2 separate regions of the Mus musculus genome follow, and region 2 is linked to region 1. Evidence: chromatin contacts called from public promoter capture Hi-C data. All regions are on one chromosome and are shown on one strand. The core of a region is the stretch at or near the end of the contact, and the rest is flanking DNA. Distances in the headings are between cores, read along the strand shown.

Region 1 (4,534 bases), core at 1,382-3,881:
TTCAGCCCGTTTGCACCTGAGTGAGCCTTCATTGGTTTTATTTAGGTCCTCTTGTAGTAAAACCCACCTGTCGCGAGTTAAGTCTTGCCGATGCACCAGGGGCCCTCATCCCGTGTTCCTCAGCAAACAGTTGATTTGTTCTGTTGGGAGTTCCGCCTTCACCTGGAAAACTGTAAAAGAGTGGTGTTGGTTGGTTTTGTCACTCCTCCACAGGCCACTAACCCAAGGCATAGAACTAATTCAGTGTAAATCTGGCCTTGGTCTTGAGGGTGCTTCTACTTGGGCATTGCTATAGCCCTTTGGCAGTCAATCATTTTAACCAGAAAAAAATCCCTGTGGGGTAGGTTTTCTCTATTTTTGACATCGCAGAGTTGCCATGGTAAACAAGACACACATCTCAAAGGAAACATTGAAGCCGGGCATGCTAGCACACCACTACAATACCAGCACTGGGGAGGAGGAGGCAGCAGTTCCAAGGCTCTGTAGCTCCCACCATTCCATCTACTTGGAAGTGAAGCAGAAAAGATCGCTACAAGTTTAAACCCAGCATGGACTACTTAGTACCCGGCAGCCAGGGATGGCAAGACACTATGCCAACAAAAAGGGGACTGGAGAGATGACTCAGTGCTTATGAGTACTTGCTGCTCCTGCAGAAGACTGGAACTTGGTTCCCAGCACCCACTGCAGACAGGTCACAACTACCTATAGGTGACCTGATGCCCTTCCGGGCTCTGTGGGCACCCATACACAGATACACACACACACAAAATTAAGTTCTGAGAATAATTAGTGTCAAAAGCTTCCAAAAGACTAGTGAGGTTAGGTGTCAAGAAAAACTCATTTACTTTGCTTTCAAAACCCACATTCTTCACAATAACGTGCACGAGAGTAAATTTTGTCACCCTATAAGTCATTTGTGACTTCAGATGGCCTTAGAGTTAAATTTCAGGCTCGGGCTAAGAGGCATAGGGGCCTTCTGGTTCTGCAGCTCTTTTGTATCAGCTCCAGCGAGGCCGTCCCTGTCGGCCTTTATATGTCATACCATATACTTGCCTAAGTGTCACTGCCTTCCTCCAAGTTGTTTCTCCTTTATATCTACTTTCCACCTTCTATGTTTCGGTGGAAGTTGGCAAGTCGGCAAACATGTTAAAGGGCTGTCGCTTCACAGCACAAGAAATTGAACTCCGGTTTCATGTAGATAAATACTACTGCCATTAGCCATTTTATTTTGAAGACACGGGGTCTCTCTGTGTTGTCCAGGTTAGCCAGAAAGTCCTGGGCTTAACATGAACCAGAGTGACTGGGACTTGGTGGAGAGGGTCCCGCTTAGAGGACACTCCCAAGTCATCCTCTGTCTGGGAAAGGTAGAGATGGGACAGAAGCCTAAGAGATTATAATACATAGTTGCTTCTGCTCTCCAAGACTTTGTCTTTCTCTTTTGCTGAACTGTGGGTAGGGCAGTTAGAAGTGGGATTTAATGAAGTCTGTGGGGTGGGGGTGTGTGGGTAAGATCTGAATCAGCCCCTTTTGTAGGGTAGCATGCTTCTGGCTAGTATACTCATCCCAGCTCTAGGCTCAAGTGAATCCTCCCTGAACTTCAATGCAGACAACCTGAGAACACAAATACCAGCACCAGCCTTCAGTGAGATTCAGGTCATAAATTAGCTACAGATGTTCCCAAAGAGCCCGCATCTAAATGAGAGGAACCTGTTACAAAGGATTATGGCTAATCTGGTTTTTGAGACAAGGACTATAGACCAGAATGACCTCAAACTCAAGAGTCCTCCTGCCTGGACCTCCCAATTAAAAGCAGGCACCAACCATGGTCCAGTCAAAAAGTCTGGCACACCTCTAAAAAGTGCAGCCCAGGCCGGGTGGTGGTGGCGCACGCCTTTAATCTCAGCACTTGGGAGGCAGAGGCAGGTGGATTTCTGAGTTCGAGGCCAGCCTGGTCTATACAAAGTGAGCTCCAGGACAGCCCAGGCTACGCAGAGAAACCCTGTCTCGGGGAGAAAAAAAAAAAAAAAAGGGTGCAGCCCAGCCTCTTTTCTTCCTGCCTGTTTTTACAGTGCTGGGATTACAAATAGGTTGCCAGACTCTTAAATTCGTATCTGAGCAGGGCAGAACCTTGGGTGGTGGGTAATTTTTACTGCACAGAGACACAACTGCTCTGGCTTCCTTTGAGTTACTCCAACCTACCCAACCTGTGTCTTGGGATAGATCAAGTTAGTTAGGCCTTTGGCATCCCCTGGAGGGTGGCGTCCCCTGGTGTTTGCGCCCGGGACTACGGGGCAGGGTGGAAGTAGGGCACCAGGCAAGGGGTGAAAAGGCAAGACCCTCTCCCCTACACACCACACCCATGAGTACCCGAGTACGCGGAAGGAAAAGTCCCTGAGCGACAGCAACAGTCAAGATTCGACCATCCTCCCACAACCTCCCACCCGGGGCGAACTCAGCCAACGAAGCCGGGGCGGGGAGGGGCCGGGCCGGGGGCGGCCTGGCAGGAAGAAGCGCGTACCTTCCGCTGCAGGAGGAGCAGGTGGCTGCACTGCTGCCTGGGCCCCTGGCTTCCTGTGTACGCTCCTGCCGGCTGCTTTTTCCCGCCAGAGCTCATTGGGCCGTCCCGGCCCTATGGCACAGACCCCAGACGACATATCCTGTGAACTGCGAGGTAAGCCCTGGGAGCCCACCTGGCCATGAAGAGCCTGACTCCAAACCAGACCTCTCCTCTCGGCGCCTTAGGGAACTTGACCAGGGGTTTTTGTTCTGGAGGGAGGGCCAGTGCCTAAAAGTCCGCTTCATTTCTTCCTAGCTGATCCACACATGAATACCTGGGCACTCAGTCTAGCACAGACCTTGGGCACAGAGTGGCCCTAATAGAGGAGCCAAAGTCACCCAGTAGACTGTCTTTCCACAGGCGAGATCACCAGGTTCCTGTGGCCCAAGGAGGCGGAGCTGCTGTTGAAAACCTGGCTTCCCCAGGAGGGTGCCGAGCAAAGCCATATCCTGGTATGGTAGCCAGGAGTGAAGCTCAGGACAGTGGCCAGACCCTGCACAAAGAAACTTGATTTCCCTAGAGTATTAGTCTTTTGTCTCCCCCCAGGCACTGCTTCGATGGAGGGCATATTTGCTGCACACCTGCCTTCCCCTGAGGGTGAGTCCCAGGCCGGGCCAACACCCCTTCCCCTTCAGCAAGGGACTGCCTTGCGCAGCTGTCTTCTTTGCCCATGCTGGCTTTTACTTTCCAACAGCAGACAGGAGGGAAGTCTGGGCAGGTCTAGCTCAGGATGCCACAAAATCATGGGCTGTGGAGAGAGGACCTGGGTTCAATTCTCCCACCACCAGGTGGGCTCACAAGTGGTTGGAACTCTAGTTCGAAGGCACCCACCACCGTCTTCTGGCATCTTTGGGAACCAGGCACACAAGAGTGGTACAGAGACAAACATGCCAGCAAACACCCAATAGTACAATTTTTAAATTTTAAGAACAAGCTAGGAGGTGGTGGTGCACGCCTTTAGTCCTGGCACTAGGGAGACAGAGGCAGGCAGGCCTGGTCTACAGAGTGAGCTCCAGGACAGCCAGGTCTACACAGAGAAACCCTGTCTCAGGAAAGAGAAAGAAAGAAAGAAAGAAAGAAAGAAAGAAAGAAAGAAAGAAAGAAAGAAAGAACGAACTAGGCTCAAGAGAGTAGCAACAGTCAGTTGGAATGACTCTGATGCTTTCCAGGTGGACTGTACATTCAGCTACCTGGAGGTCCAGGCCATGGCACTACAGGAAACACCCCCTCGGGTAAGAAAGCTGGACCCCAACTTGAACATACACTCCGCTTGATCATTTATTCCTACACATATCACTCTGAATGGACAGCGCTTCCACCACACAGGGATCCAAAAGGCTCCTCCTTCCCCAGGTCACCTTTGAGCTGGAGTCCCTGCCTGAACTGGTCCTGGAGTTTCCCTGTGTGGCTGCCCTCGAACAGCTGGCTCAGCATGTAGCTGCTGCCATCAAAAAGGTCTTCCCTCGCTCAACCCTTGGGTGAGGCTTAGAAAATCCAAGGGGTGGGGCAGGGCCTCAGTGAAAGCTTTTCATCCTTCAAGGAGCTAGAAGTCCCTTTTGCCTCTTCTCCTTATCCCCTGCCTAGGAAGCTATTCCGGAAGCCCACACCCTCGTCTCTGCTGGCTCGACTGGAGAGAAGCCATCCCTTAGAGTCCACCATACCCAGCAGTCCGTGCGGTGAGGGCCAAGTCAGAGCCGCATAAACCTTCCAGTTTGCCTCCATGCAATCCTAGTCTCTTGGTATTGGGGGGGCTCCCCAAAGTGAACAGGGCCACTTTTATCACTGCCGCCATCTACTATGGGGCTGACCTTCCCCTGTCTCTGACTTAGTGCCTGTCTGTTTCCCTATCACTCCCCCGACACCTCTCTAGGTGGCTTCTTGGAAACATACGAAGCTCTGTGCGATTACAATGGCTTCCCATTCCGAGAGGAGATTCAGTGGGTGAGGGTAGGGCCCTTTTGGGGGAGTTCTGGGGAT
Region 2 (4,534 bases), core at 1,392-3,891, 190 kb before region 1:
GAAGCTCTCAAAGTTAAAAAAAAAAAAAAAAAAAAAAGGATAGCTCTGTGGAAAGGAAGGCCTGGATTCAATCTCCAACAACGAGACCAACACACACACACACACACAGAGACAGACAGACAGAGAGAGAGAGACAGAGAGACAGAGAGACAGAGAGACAGAGAGAGACAGACATACCAAATAAACCGTTGAAGGATATCACCTCTAGCCCTCCTTGCTCCACTGTGCTGCCATGTGAACCAAATGAACCTGTGTGAGCTAGAGGTTTATACCTGGCTGGAAAAACCAGGAATTCCTGCCTAACAACCATTTGACAAGAGTGCTTGTTGAAGGGCTTTCTTAGCCTTGAAGGCAGTTCTGAGCCATTCAGTACTTGGAGGAAAGGCCACAGAACTTCCTGGCACTCTTAGGGGTCTGGTCAAAGTTGGAAACAGACACTGGGCATGAAACAGAGCTGCTGGGCAGGACACTTGTCTAGCCCTTGACCAAGAACGGGTGGTACCCTGTGAGCCCAGAACAAGGCCGAGGTGCACTCTACAGGAGGGGTACACTCCTGAGCAGCTGGCCTTCCTCTCCTAAGATTCCCCTGAGTAATTCTAAATCACGTTTTCAGTCTTTCCCCAGGACCTGCTTCTAAAATAATTCTCACTGAGATCTACTGTGCCTCCGTTTAGACCGCATACAGGGGAGCCGGGGAGAAAACGCTTTGCAGAGCACATTGGTTTAAGTGCAGAGAGTCACTTATAAAAGACTTCTAGGGCAAGTACAGTGTTTATTAAAACTCCCCACAGGTGCCAGGAAAATCTGTGTTCTTAAACAGTCTAAGTAGCTACGGTTCAACTGAGGGATACATATCACATCACTTCCAGAAAATAAGCTAGAGCTTAAAGCTGTTCTCAAAGGCCTCTCTGGTCTTTGGTCTCAGATAATGCGGCTGGGCCTTTACTCTCTCTCTCTCATAAACAATATGCTGAAGTCAGTTGCTATGGCAAGAGAAACTTGAAATGGTTCCTGAGTTGACATGCTGCGCAAACATTTCCATATTGTTCTCCTCCGCAGCAGCCACCACAAACACTGGGATACAAGTCCAGGAAGAGTAACAGAGGGCAGCAGGGACCAGAAACCAAATCAAGGGAAGGAGGCAAGGGTTGCTGACTTCTAACCAGGAAATCAACTGGTGATTGTAGGAGCCAGCCTCGGGGAACACCCACCAAGAAAAGTCATTAAGAACAAAGGGTGACAGAACAAAGTAAGAAAAACAATAGGGGGAGAAAAATCTAGGCTAATTAAACACCACAGCTGCTTTTATTACATCTCCTGGTGATTATCTGTATACAGCTGGTCTCCCACAACCAAAACATCAGCTCCACAAAAGGAGTGACCACCCTCATCTAACCTAGCTCGCCCTTGGTAAAGGAAGTGAAGCCACCCACTTCTTACCAGCTCTGCTACCCTAAGATCACTGAGCCCTTATGCTGTTTCCATAATAACAGCCGTTGCTGCCACTTAGAAGGCACTTATTCTACGCCAGGCGCTGCTTGAAGCGCTTACACAGAAATTCACTTAATTCAATACTCTGAGGTAGCCCTATGATTTCAAACTGTTCCCACAGATCTCTAGTCCTTGGTCTCATATGTGGCCTCCCCCATCCACCCCACCTCCACGATCCCCTGTTACTTTGTCTCATGACACGTGACACGAGAACATGACAACAACACTCCGTATGCACAGATGAGGACCGGGAGAGATTTGTGGGTTCCAGGAGGCTCGGCTACACTCGCTGCACTATGGTAATCTTCAAATGATTTCTGCTCAGCAGACAGAGAGGATAAAGCCCTTTTGAAAATTTGAAACTCATTAAACGCTTCAGGGACTCCCTTCACGTTCTGGGATAAAAGTTGAAAACCCTCACTTTAGGAACTACCCTAGCATTTCCGTCCCATACTATACTAATGCTCTGCTACCTGGACTTTTTTGTTCGCTTTTCCCTCTTTCAGAAACACCCTTCCCCTAGTCGCAATTCCGGCTCCTTCCCAGCCTCCGTGTTTAAGCATCACCTTTAGGGCCCACCCGAACCCTTAATGAGACCTGAAATTACTCTAGTCACGTGTCTGGCGCCTGTTTCCCCAACCCATCACTTAATTCTCTGTGGGTTGCGAAGGCTGAAGGCTCGGAGGCCCGACGCATGGCACATTGCCTGGCGATCGGTGGGCGCTCAGTGCGGATCTATGGCCCTGATTAATGATAAAAGGAAGTCCCGCGCTCCACTGGGTCGGCGAAACCCAGCAGCAGGCCGAGACAGGCCCAGAGTCCCGCCAGGCACCGGCGCAGCGCGGGCCGGTGGCTCAGGCCAAGCTCGGAGGTGAGAAACGCTGCAGCCGCTCCTCACCTGCGCGTGGTGGCAGCCGCGCCAGATGCGGCCTGCCAAGGTCAGCCAGCGGCTCGGCCCCGCCCTGCCCGTCCACCCTCCCCAGGGCGGCCGCACTTCAGACCGTCCGGGCAAAGTCGGTCCCCCGGACACGGAGGAGACGCGTCCCGGAGCGCGGCTCCATCCCGGACGGAGGTTGGGCCTCAGAGTCCTTCCGCCTTAGCAAGGACCCGCTGGCAGTGCAGCCGTGCCAGGCCAAGGCAGGCTGGGCCTTGCCCGGCGCGGGGCCCGTTCCCCTGGCAACAGCGCGAACTACGGCGCCCCACAGCGGCCAAACCGCGCTGCGTCACTTCGCAGGAGCATCGTGGCTCTGGGCGGAGTTTGCCAAGTGCCCCCTGACTCTAAAGCATGCCCACTCTCATTTTCCCCCATAACCTTTCACAGGGAAAATACACTCTCTTCCACCTCCCATCTACAATTTGTCTTCCAAGAATCCTACTCTCCTCAAAACGTGTCATGTATCTAGTTTCTCCTCTAAATCACTCTTGGGAAGACCCCAACTAATCTAGGGTTTTTGCTCATTTTCTTTTATTTTAAATTGTGTGTGAGTGTGTGTACATGTGCGCGCACGTGTGCATGTGTGTATTAGAAACAGGGTCACATGCTGGCCTCAAATTTGCGATTCTCCCACCTTTGCCTCCCAAATTTGCTGGAATTCTAGTAAAGATATGGCTGCTGCACTCTCAAAGTATGTGTTAAGTGCCAGGCACATCATGAGGAGCACTCAGGGATTCCTGCCCTTGAAGGAAATAACAGGTTGAAGGAGACAGACCTAAACAAATGCCTTACCCAACTGAAAATGTGAGCAACTACAATGTAAGGTGTGAAGTATAAGAATTTAGTATTGATAACACAAAATGTCTAATTTTTTTCTTCAAATGTTTTGTTTTTTGTTTTGGGGGGTTTTATTGTTTTTGTTTAGGGGTGTGATGGGGATTGAGACAGAGTAGTAGCCCTGGCTGACCTGAAACTCACTATGTAAACCAGGCTGGCCTCAAACTCACAGATCTGCCTGCCTCAGGCTCCAGAGTGTTAGAATTGAAGCATGTGCCACCACATGCTTTTTTTAAGAAAAGATTTATTTGAGGGGAGCTGAAGAGATGGATCATAGGTTAAGAGTAATGGCTGTTCCTCCAGAGGTCCTGAGTTCAATTCCCAGCAACTGCATAGGGGGTGGGGTGGGGTGTTCATAACCATTTATAATGGGATGTGATTCCCTCTCCTAGTGATATATATATATCACTCATATATATAAAATAAATAAACAAACCTTTAGAAAAAGATTTATTTGTGGGTCAGGGGGAGTCAGAGAGATGGCTCAGCAGTTAAGAGCACTAAGCACTCTTCCAAAGGACCCAGGTTCAAACCCTAGCACATGTATGACAGCTCACAACTGTCTGTAACTCCAAGATCTGACACTCTCACACAGACACACATGCAGGCAAAACACCAATGCACATTTTTTTTTTAAAGATTTATTTATTTATTATATGTAAGTACACTGTAGCTGTCTTCAGACACTCCAGAAGAGGGAGTCAGATCTTGTTACAGATGGTTGTGAGCCACCATGTGGTTGCTGGGATTTGAACTCCTGACCTTCGGAAGAGCAGTCGGGTGCTCTTACCCACTGAGCCATCTCACCAGCCCACCAATGCACATTTTAAAAAATTAAAATAAAAAGACTTGTTTGGGGGCCAGGAATGACAGCTCATGCCTTTGATCCCAGCACTCTGGAGGCAGAAGCAAGAGGATCTCTGTGAGTTTAAGTCCAACCTGGTCTATATAGTGAGTTTCAAGCCACTCAGGGCTATGTAGTTAGATTCTGTCTGGAAAAAGACAATTATTATTATTACTATTTATTATATGTGTTTGTGTCTGTACTCCATGGAGCCAAAGATGTCAGGGCCTGTTGGAGCTGGAATTACAGGTGATTGTGCTGGGTGCTGGGAGCCAAACACAAGTCCTCTACAAAAGAAATACAGGCTGCTGACCACTGAGCCATTGCTCCAGCCCCAAAAGATCTAAATTCTTTATTGCCCTTAAATCAAGCATAATTCCTTTTAGAAGCTCCCATCTTCAAATTCAATATAGGTCTCCTCCACTAGA

The links. Capture Hi-C pulls out chosen DNA fragments and counts their contacts.
Region 2: a promoter capture Hi-C map of pancreatic islet shows a contact between it and region 1. The contact joins the promoter of Zdhhc1 here to the promoter of Carmil2 in region 1. A contact is called at or near these places in 4 of 39 promoter capture datasets (cranial neural crest, embryonic stem cells, hematopoietic stem and progenitor cells and 1 more), 3 of 484 Hi-C or Micro-C datasets (embryonic stem cells and liver), 3 of 115 datasets of contacts at active chromatin or transcription factors (embryonic stem cells, epiblast stem cells and memory CD8 T cells) and 3 of 9 other capture datasets (adipose tissue, liver and pancreatic islet).

The regions. Positions count from the first base shown.
Region 1 is chr8:105,683,643-105,688,176 of GRCm38.p6, forward strand. It overlaps Carmil2 (capping protein regulator and myosin 1 linker 2), which reads left to right and starts at 2,632. Exons shown (of 39, transcript NM_001357333.1): 1 at 2,632-2,671; 2 at 2,918-3,009; 3 at 3,104-3,154; 4 at 3,727-3,789; 5 at 3,911-4,035; 6 at 4,142-4,233; 7 at 4,428-4,498. The coding sequence starts at 2,632. Gm33578 (a long non-coding RNA gene) reads right to left here and starts at 2,578. Exons shown (of 2, transcript XR_387987.3): 1 at 2,519-2,578; 2 at 1-170.
Region 2 is chr8:105,494,421-105,498,954 of GRCm38.p6, forward strand. It overlaps Zdhhc1 (zinc finger, DHHC domain containing 1), which reads right to left and starts at 2,642. Exons shown (of 14, transcript NM_175160.5): 1 at 2,390-2,642.